Regions from separate parts of the Mus musculus genome. Here region 2 is linked to region 1. Evidence: chromatin contacts called from public HiChIP or PLAC-seq data. All regions are on one chromosome and are shown on one strand. The core of a region is the stretch at or near the end of the contact, and the rest is flanking DNA. Distances in the headings are between cores, read along the strand shown.

The links. HiChIP or PLAC-seq counts read pairs in DNA pulled down with a chosen protein or histone mark.
Region 2: an H3K27ac HiChIP or PLAC-seq map of CD8 T cells shows a contact between it and region 1, with 3 times the contacts expected there. The contact joins two enhancer-like sites. A contact is called at or near these places in 6 of 484 Hi-C or Micro-C datasets (CD4 T cells, CD8 central memory T cells, bone marrow-derived macrophages and 1 more), 8 of 115 datasets of contacts at active chromatin or transcription factors (CD8 T cells, T-cell acute lymphoblastic leukemia, large pre-B cells and 3 more) and 4 of 9 other capture datasets (adipose tissue, embryonic stem cells, liver and 1 more).

Annotation. Positions count from the first base shown.
Region 1 is chr7:128,380,219-128,384,667 of GRCm38.p6, forward strand. The region is part of intron 4 of Rgs10 (regulator of G-protein signalling 10); the gene reads right to left. Among named protein-coding and RNA genes, the nearest start is that of Gm39092, 15 kb to the left of the region's middle. Within about 2 kb of position 1,768, at least 69 of the 459 cell types and tissues checked have an H3K27ac peak or open chromatin away from gene starts, as enhancers often do. A contact at or near this core is called in CD8 T cells, memory CD8 T cells and regulatory T cells, where this site is marked.
Region 2 is chr7:128,631,035-128,635,668 of GRCm38.p6, forward strand. All of the region lies in intron 1 of Inpp5f (inositol polyphosphate-5-phosphatase F), which reads left to right. Among named protein-coding and RNA genes, the nearest start is that of Inpp5f, 22 kb to the left of the region's middle. Within about 2 kb of position 2,292, at least 53 of the 459 cell types and tissues checked have an H3K27ac peak or open chromatin away from gene starts, as enhancers often do. A contact at or near this core is called in CD8 T cells, memory CD8 T cells and regulatory T cells, where this site is marked.

The DNA.
Region 1 (4,449 bases), core at 518-3,017:
TCTCTCCCTCCCCCTCCCCCTTTCTCTCCCTCTCCTTATACCTAGATTACAGAACTGATTACTGGCTGTGTGAATATAGAACTGAGAGAAAAGGAAACCTCTCCCTACAGCTCTTAGGTGATTAATGGGTTTGGCAAGCTACTGTGCCCACCCTGTGAGTGGAGGTCCTCCTACGTCTTCTGAAGAAGGAGTGGGGCGTACCCAGGAGGTCTAAGGGCAGCTAGCAGACAGTGGGACAGTGGCAAGCAGAGACTGAAGACCCTGCCCTCAAGCACGAGCGGGCCACTAGAAAGGCTTCGTCGATCTGGACAGCACTTTAGTTCATAGACAGGCCCATTAGTTCATAGACAGGCCCATTAGGGATGGTGAACGTGCCAAGGGTGGAATCAGAACTCCAAGGCCAGAAATGGAGTCAAAAAGACCCTCCACATAAGACAAAATCTACTCCCTCGGTGTGGGCTATCCAGTCTTCCCTGGAGGCTGTGAAAGTCAGTTCAAAGTTCAACGATTGTTCTGAATGTCTGCCATGACGCAGAGTCTAGTGTTTTTCTGGCAGTTCTTCACACCCCCCTCCCAGCCTTCCCACTATCTTTAAGTCATAAGGTCACTCTGAAAGTTCTGCAGAGAGCAGCCTTCGTGCCCCATCCTGCTGAAGGTGGCCAACCGTATAGATGTGAGGAAACCTCCCTGGAAACTGCTGATTTCTAGACTGCCTTTGATCCTTTGGAAGCGAATGTCAGCGGGACCCATAAGCCAGAGATGGGCTATACCCTGGATCTGATTGCCAAGCACAGCCTAGACAGAGGGACCGTGGTGATGCAGGAAAGCTCAGACTCAGGTCCTGTGTAGAAAAACAGGGGAGCTGGGGTGAACCTAGGGCCACACTAAGAAACAGCCCATGTGGGGTCTGAGGCAGGATGAGGCTCTAAGCCCCAACTTCCCTCTTCTGATGCCAAGAGCCAATTTACCACACAGTGGTCATAACCATGACTCCAACATCCAGGAAGTGACAGGCTGAGACAGGGATGGGGTGGAGGGCTAGCACTCAGGCCAAGGGCCAATGAAAAGTCATGGTTAGAAAGCCAAGGCCAACGTTGACCCTCTGATTGAGGTGGTTCCTCACTGAGTCATCTGTTCTCTCTAGCCCAGCCAGGAAAGGGTAGGATAGCCAGGGCTGGGCATCAGGGACAAGCGGCCCAACTTTCAAGATCAAACCTACTAGTGCAACCGACCTACCTGATAAAAAGCTAAGCTTTAGCCAAGCAATAGTGGCACATGCCAGCACTTGGGTGGCAGAGGCAGGCAGATCTCTGAGTTCCAGGCCAGCCTGGTCTACAGAGTGTCTCAAAAAACAAAAACAAACAAACACACTAAACTTCAAAACTGGCGCCACAGTCCCAAGGATCCAACAAGCTCCCCTACGGATCACTTAGTAGGGACACTGAACCTCCTGACACACAGCAGCGCCTGCCTTTACATTAGCCTCTCCTGGAACACCCTGCCTCCCAAGTGTCCTCTCCCAACACCTTCTGTTTTTCTCTGGGTCCTAGGGACCCAGAGAGCCCTAGGAGTCCCTCCGGGATGCTCTACACTCATCTCTCGGCTCTTGTGTTCCCTTCTTAGCGTTTATCTCTGTCCTTGGGGCTGCACAGGAGCTGGCTTCCTTGCAGCACAAATAGCTCTTAGCATTGTCACTGAGGTGACTGAAAGGAGCCACCTTCCTTCCTGCTCCTGCCTCCCTCATTGCTTCCTGCGCAGCTCAGCCTCCAACTCTAGACTACAGTGCCCAAGAGATGCACACAGTACAACCTCCACCTCTCCTGAGTCACCACTGGGCATACAGACAAGCCGAACTTACAAATTAAATCAGGAAATCATCTCTCCCCTTATTTCACAGGGGGCGGAGTGGGGGAACCTTCCTAGATAAGAGCGATAAGCTTTTGCTAACGTGCTTGCTAACACGCACAGGGCACCCTTCACTCCTTATACTGACCATCTCTGGTTTTTGCTTGATGTCTTGGGAGTGTTGTTAGCTCACCAATCAAGTTAGCATCCTGTCGTACAGAGAAGCCTATACTGCCGTGTGTGAGAACATAGGCCCCGCGTGTTTCAGCCCCAGATCACTGTGCTGTGGTTAAGTTTCAGTACCGTTGTCTCTCCCTCCCTGCTTTCTGCCATCCAGCCAGCCCCCTGTTGGTACTTCACTTCAGATCTGCTCTGAACTAAAGAACCTGCTAGACCAGTGTACACACGGAGGGTTAGCAGAACCTGAGTGAAGAACCTAAGGAGCTCTTTTAAGGGTGTAAGGATGTGAGGCCATCTAATCTGAGCTCAAGGAGGTTTGCTGTGCTTTTGGCTCCCGCTACGTCATCCCACAAAAGCCCTGCTGCCCCATCAGCTTCCCCTAGCACAGCAGAATAAGGCCACATTATGAGTGGCTGGCCAACCAAAGCTTTTCTGGTGATGACGGCCGAAAGCAGAAGTTAGTAGCCTATTCAGGTAGGTCTACCATAAGCCACCTGGTAGTCATGGTGAAGCTGGAGCTGTGAATGAGGCTCAATGAGACCTTGGACTTAGAACTGGGGGATGGGGGAGGGTGCGGGTAGGCTCAGTCAACAAAGTGGCTGCTGGACAAGTGCGAGGACCTGAGTTCCGATTCCCAGCACCCACATAAAAGTTTGGCACAATGACACATGTCTGTAACCCAGCTCTGGAGAAGTCAAGGTAGGAGATCCCTGGCCAGACAGTCTGGTCAAACCCATGAGCTCTGGGCCAATGAGAGAGACTCTTCCAAAAAATGAGGTGAGAAGCAATTGAGGAAAGCACACAGTGTCGACCTCTGGCCTCTATATGCAACACATACACAGGTACATCACACACACGCACACATGCCCACACTCACACACACATACACACACACACTCACACACACAAGCATGCATGCACACACAAAATAAGTAAGGAAATGAACAAAAACTTTTTTTTTTAAATCTTGGGGCCTCCATCCTTGTTTCTCATTAATTTAACGTCCCTCACTTAAAAAAGCAGGGCCCTCAGAGGAGCTTTGTGGGAGCCAGGACTGCAGGTGATGCTGAGCCCCTTTGTGTCTAAGCCCCTGACAGACAGAGGTTTCCAACGTGAAGCCAAAACCAGGTGCCTTCACCATGTCGCCCACCTCCAGGAGACCAGCAAGCACTGCATAAGTCAGCCGTGTTGCACAGCCATAGGGGGGAAAAGCTGACCGTATACAGAGCTTCCCTTCCCTGTCACAGTTTCCTAAGAAATACGATGTAACTACAGACACGGTACTATGTCAGGGTAGGTCATCTACAGAGGAACCTTGTGGGAAGATGTGTAGGTTATACACCAGCTAACACTACTTGATAGATCTTTAGCACATGCTGTGTGTATCACAACAGTCCCTGCATCCAGTCTCCAGAGAGACCAATGGTTGCAGATTTTTCTCCTTCACCCACCTATACCTTAGGAGGGCAGTTTCTGTTTCTCTCTCTCTCTTTCTCTCTCTCTCTCTCTCTCTCTCTCTCTCTCTCTCTCTCTCTCTCTCCCCCCCACCCCCACCCCGTCTGTCTGTCTGACTGTCTGAACAGAGCTTCACAACAGGATATAAAAGCACTTCCTTTACAGTCAAACTCTGAACCGCATTGGTGATGAGTGTGGGTCACACGTGGTATTTATAGAACACAAAAGATGGGCAGGCAGAGATGGAATGTTGCCCTAGTGGCTATCTCCAGGTGAAATCACGGGGGCGGGCCTTCAGTAGATTTTCGTTTCCAAGCGCCTTTTACTACCAGGTAGATTAAAAGTATTTTTAAAACTTTTGTCACTCAGCCAGGTGTGGTGGCACACACCTGTGACCTCAGCATTTGGGAGGCAGAGGAATGGAGTTGGAGTTTGAGGCCAGACAATGTCTCAGAATAACAACTACGGTGTCACTCAAAAAAAAAAAAAAAAAACAAACAAACAAAACAAAAACCCTCATCCTGCCTGCTGTGTATCTGTCTCCTTTCTGTGCCAGCCATCCATCCGCCCCAGCAGACACTTGTCTAGGCTATGTACAAACCATAGCAGATGCCTCTGTTTTGATGTCTTGTGGGGATCTTTGGCACTGCATGCAAGCCACTGTGTGAAGTCCTACCAGGCTCTCTCAGCTCATTCCCACCTTGGTCTCTGTAACCCCACAGAGCAAGTGTCAGTGTCTCCGTGATCTCTGTACTCCCTCTGCCCCAAGGGTATCATGGCCTGTGCCCAGCAGAGAGAAACTGCTCTTGAGGAGGAAGATGGATGAAGGCTATAAAGGATACAGTGTGTCCATGGTTTTTCTGAGTGACTTTAACTAAGGAGCCACCACGACTCCTTGAGCCGCGTTTCTGTGGTCAACAAAACCAGGATAAGACATGCCAAGTGAGACAACAGTTCTCAGGACAGCTG
Region 2 (4,634 bases), core at 1,042-3,541, 250 kb after region 1:
AGATTTAAAGTCCTAAGTACACAAAGGATTCATAGGTCAATAAGAAATCTACTCTAGGGCTTCACATTTGCTAGTGTTAATCCCATTGGTCAAGAATAAGACCCGTTTACAATTTAAAGCTAGTTTTAATTAAATACTCACCAAGATTGACTCTAGTCATGTCCAGAAAATGGCCACAAGTCATGTTTTGTAGGGGCGTAACAAGGCAAAACCGATCATTCATATTTTCTATTAGTTCCAGTTAGGGACAAGCATACATCCTGATGCATTTCCTGCCCATGTACCTCCCACCCACATGTGATCAAGCACATCCCATCAGATGGGTCAAACAAACCTAGGAAAAACAGGAGCTTATTCTTAATTGTAAGCAGAACTCTCAACCTGCAGGTCTATTTTTTCTGTTTTTTAAAGATTTATTTATTTTGTTTATGTATGTGAGTACACTGTCCTACTGCTGTCTTCAGACACACCAGAAAAGATCCCATTACAGATAGTTGTGAGCCATCATGTGGTTGCTGGGCACTGAACTCAGGACCTTTGGAAGAGTAGTCAGTGCTCTTAACCACTGAGCTGTTTCTCCAGCCCCTCCTGTTTTAGTCTCACAGGGAAATTAAAGATACAAACAAGAAGGCCAAAGCAGGGGGATGGCATACACGAGGAGATCGGTGTAGAAGGAGGAAAGCAGCTACTTTTATAGTTAAATAGAAAATAGCCTATTTCTAGGTAATGGATGCCATTAAATTAAGAGATTAAAAGATCCTGGTAAATTTTAGGCCAGGTGTAGTAGGGCTGCATACTTTTAATTTAATCTCAGTATTTGGAAAGCAGAGGCAGGTGGATCTCTCTGAGTTCAAAGTAGCCTAGGTATATAGTGAGCTCCAGGACAGCAAGGACTACCTAGAGAGAGATCCTGTGTGTGTGTTTTTAAGTTTACCTGCATATATATGTAAATATATGTACATATATATATATATATATTATACCTATATGCAGGAAAATTATATATAAGTAAACTTTAAAGTAAACTTTTAAATATGCTTTTGGCAGAAATCAATGTGACATAACATTTAATAGAAGTAATTTGGTAATGCTTGAGAGCCTTATTTTTTTTTAATGTTGTGACTACTACTTTCATTTCTAGGAATCTATCTTAATGCTATTAAGGATGGAGACAAATAAAATATTTGCATAAAATTCATCATTTATCACAGTATTTTTATAATAGAAAAAATCTTAATTAAAGATTTATGTGAAAAAGTACTTCCTTAAATGGAAAATTATGCCAGGATGTTCTATTTCTTTAAAAAAGATTTTTTATAAGATCTATTTATATTTTATGTGTTAAGTCTTTTGCTTGCATGTATGTTAGTAAGTGTACTCCATGTGCAGTGCCGTGGAGGTCAGAAGAGGGTGTCAGATGCCCTGGAACTGGAGTTCCAGTCATCTTGAGGGTTCTGGGAACTGATCATCCTTTGTAAGAGTCACAAGTGCTCCTAACCGTCGCACCATCGACCTGCACTCAGGTCCTGGCTGTTCTTCACTGGTAGGTTCTGAACAGACCAGGAGATCAGAAAACAGAGAAGATGGGAAAGTTGAGGCCCAGGAGGTCTCATATAAACTTTGTCTTATCTCAGCAAGTTTATTTTATCATACATACATCATATATACGGTTTGCAGGGAAAGGAGACAGAAGAAACTTTCATATGATGGTTGAAGTCAGCTGGATGCTAACCAAGCAATGCTTCACAAAGGGAACACAGGACACTTCATGTGTGTCACAGAACAAGTACGCATGCAGCATCCTTGGCTCTGATAACCATAACGCTTTAGGTCAGTGGTTCTCAACCTGGGGGTCACCACCACTTTGGGATTGACTAATGACCCTTTCATAAGGGTCCCCTTAGAACATCAGAAAACAAATATTTACATTACAGTTCATAATAGTAGCAAGATTACAGTGATGAAGTAGCAATAAAAATAATTTTATGGTTGAGGTCACTACAACATGAACTGTATGAAAGGGTCCCAGTGTTAAGAGGGTTAAGAACCACTTTAGGGGGAAGAGTTGGGTTCTCAGGATCCAAAACTGAAGTTTCCCCAAGACCCAGTCCCCAGGCCTTTTCTATATATCAGGGCTTGAAGAGAGTATAGCAGATCAGCCTGGTTCTCACCACAGCATCTCTCTAGCCCTTGAAAAAGACTTTTAAGAGGAGGTAGTTCTGTGTGGCACTGCAGTTACTATGCAGGCAGAGACCTGAAACGAGACAGACTAGTCTTACCTCAGTGGCCAGTTTCCCCCTCCGTCTCATACTGATACTTTGTAATCACATGCGGCATTTAAAACTTCCTGTTTCAGTGGCTCACTGCGCTGTTTGGGGGGGGGGGGGGAAGGTGAGGTGTTGCAGCAGGTTGCTGGGGTGTACAACCCCAGTCAGATAGGCAGGCCTCTTTGGTTTTGTTTATTTTGAGAAACAGTCTTGCCATTAGAGTAGGGTGGCCTGAAACTCAAGATCCTCTTGCCTTAGCCTGGACAACATCAGAGATTATAGCATGCACTGCTATTCCTAACTCTATTTATTTGTTTTTTAAATTTTTGAGACAGGATCTCAAAATTGTGTAGGCCTGGCTGGCTTGGAATTCACTATGTAGGTCAGGCTGGCCTTGAACTCACAGAGATCTGCCTGCCTCTATGCCCCAAGTGTTGAGATTAAAGATTTGTGCCACTATACCTGTTTTTAATTTAAGTTTTTTGACATTTTCAACTTACGCTTTTGAGGCAGAGTCTTATTATATTTCTTTTGATTGAGGCTCTGACTCCTGTCTTGTGGGCAGTTTGACTGTTATTTTCCTTTTTTTTCCCTCTTATTTTCTTTTTTGGTTTTTCGAGACAGGGTTTCTCTGTATAGCCCTGGCCGTCCTGGAACTTTTTAGTTTTTAAGTAAATTTATTTATTCATTCAACTTTACCTACCAATATTAGCCTCCCTTTCCTCCCAGGACCACCTTCCCGCAGCTCCTCCCCCATTCCTCCCTCCCCTTCATCTTTGCAAAGGGGGAGCCCCCCTCTAGTATCTCACCCCCCCCCCCCCCACACACACACAGCAGATCAAGGAGAATGGGATCCACAGGCAGGCAGGCAGGCAGGCAGGCAGGCAACAGATTCAGGGAGAGATTCCTGTTGTTGGAGAGCCCACATGAAGACCAAGCTGCTCATTGACTACACATATACAGGGGGCCGAGGTCCAACCCATGCTTGCTCTTTGGTTGGTGGTTTGGTCTCTGGGAGCCTCCAAGGGTCCATGTTAGTTGACTCTGTTGGCCCTCCTGTGGAGTCCCTGGCTTCTTTGGGTCCCTCAAGCAACTCTGTTATTTTTCTAAGCATTATTTCTTCACTTGTAAACTGGGTCACCTAATGCCAACCTCATAATGTTGTCAAGATTGGAAATGAGGGTTGGCAAGATGGCTCACTAGGTAAGGGCACTTGCCTCAAAAGCCTGGCAACCTGGGTTTGATCCCCGGAACCCACCTGGAGGAAGGAGAGAACTGACTCCACGAGTTATCCTCTGACCTCCACATGTGCACCTTGGCACATTTGTGTCCCTACTTTGACACATACAAAGCAAGAAATATTAGAAATGATGATATGTATAGGAGGAGCCTTTAAAATGTTTTTAATTCTTGCAATAAAACAATGAAGTTGAGGTGTGCATGTAGGCTGCCCATCATGCATGAAACCCTAGTCTTATAATCCTGGGTTCACCCCTAGCAAGGCAAAATAGCCACAATCAACTGAAGAAATGTATTGGTTGTTTTGTTTTTTGGTGAAAATATAACAGTAAAGATGGAGAAGAAATAACAGTCTCAGTTATGAAGTCTGAGGCTGGAGGATCACCGTGAGTTCACAGCTAGCCATGGCTAATCCTGACTCAAGAAATTAATGCATAGTGAAAAACTATCAAAACTGAAATGAGTTTGAAAACTAAACTATTAGTGTATTGTTACTGTATGAATGACAGATAATATTTCAGTAAAATTAAGTTTATGTGGTAATAATTAAAATGCAATTTTAGCAGAAAATTATATTTTAATTAATTAACCTATTTATTGAGACAGGGTTTCTCTGTCTCTGTGCAACAATCCTGGCTGTCCTGGAGCTCACTTTGTAGATCAGACTGGCCTCGAACTCAGATATGACTGCTTCTGCCTCCTGAGTGCTGTTAAAATTTCATTTATTATTAACACATGTGGAAGTCAGAGGGCAACTTTTGGGGTTGGTCAGTCCTTCCCCCGTTGGTTCTGGGCATTAAACTCTGCTTTCATGTTGAGCACTTCCACACTCTCAGCCATCTTGCTGGCCTGAACCAGCAGAAATATTAATTTTTGGTAATCTTTTTCAGTTGTTGAACTATCAGAAATGTCACATTTATCACTATGTGTGTAGCAATCTTTTGCAACCTTGATTGCAGAAGAGTTAAATTATATCCTTTGTCCTTATACCTGTTTTATATGTAATTTGCTTCTCTTCTGGGTGTCTAGAGTGTTAGTAATTTAAGAAATGTGAAAACAGTGCCACAAATCACTGTAGTCTATTCTGTGGTTCAGATGAGGGATCGGTGCAGTAGCACTCAGTAACTA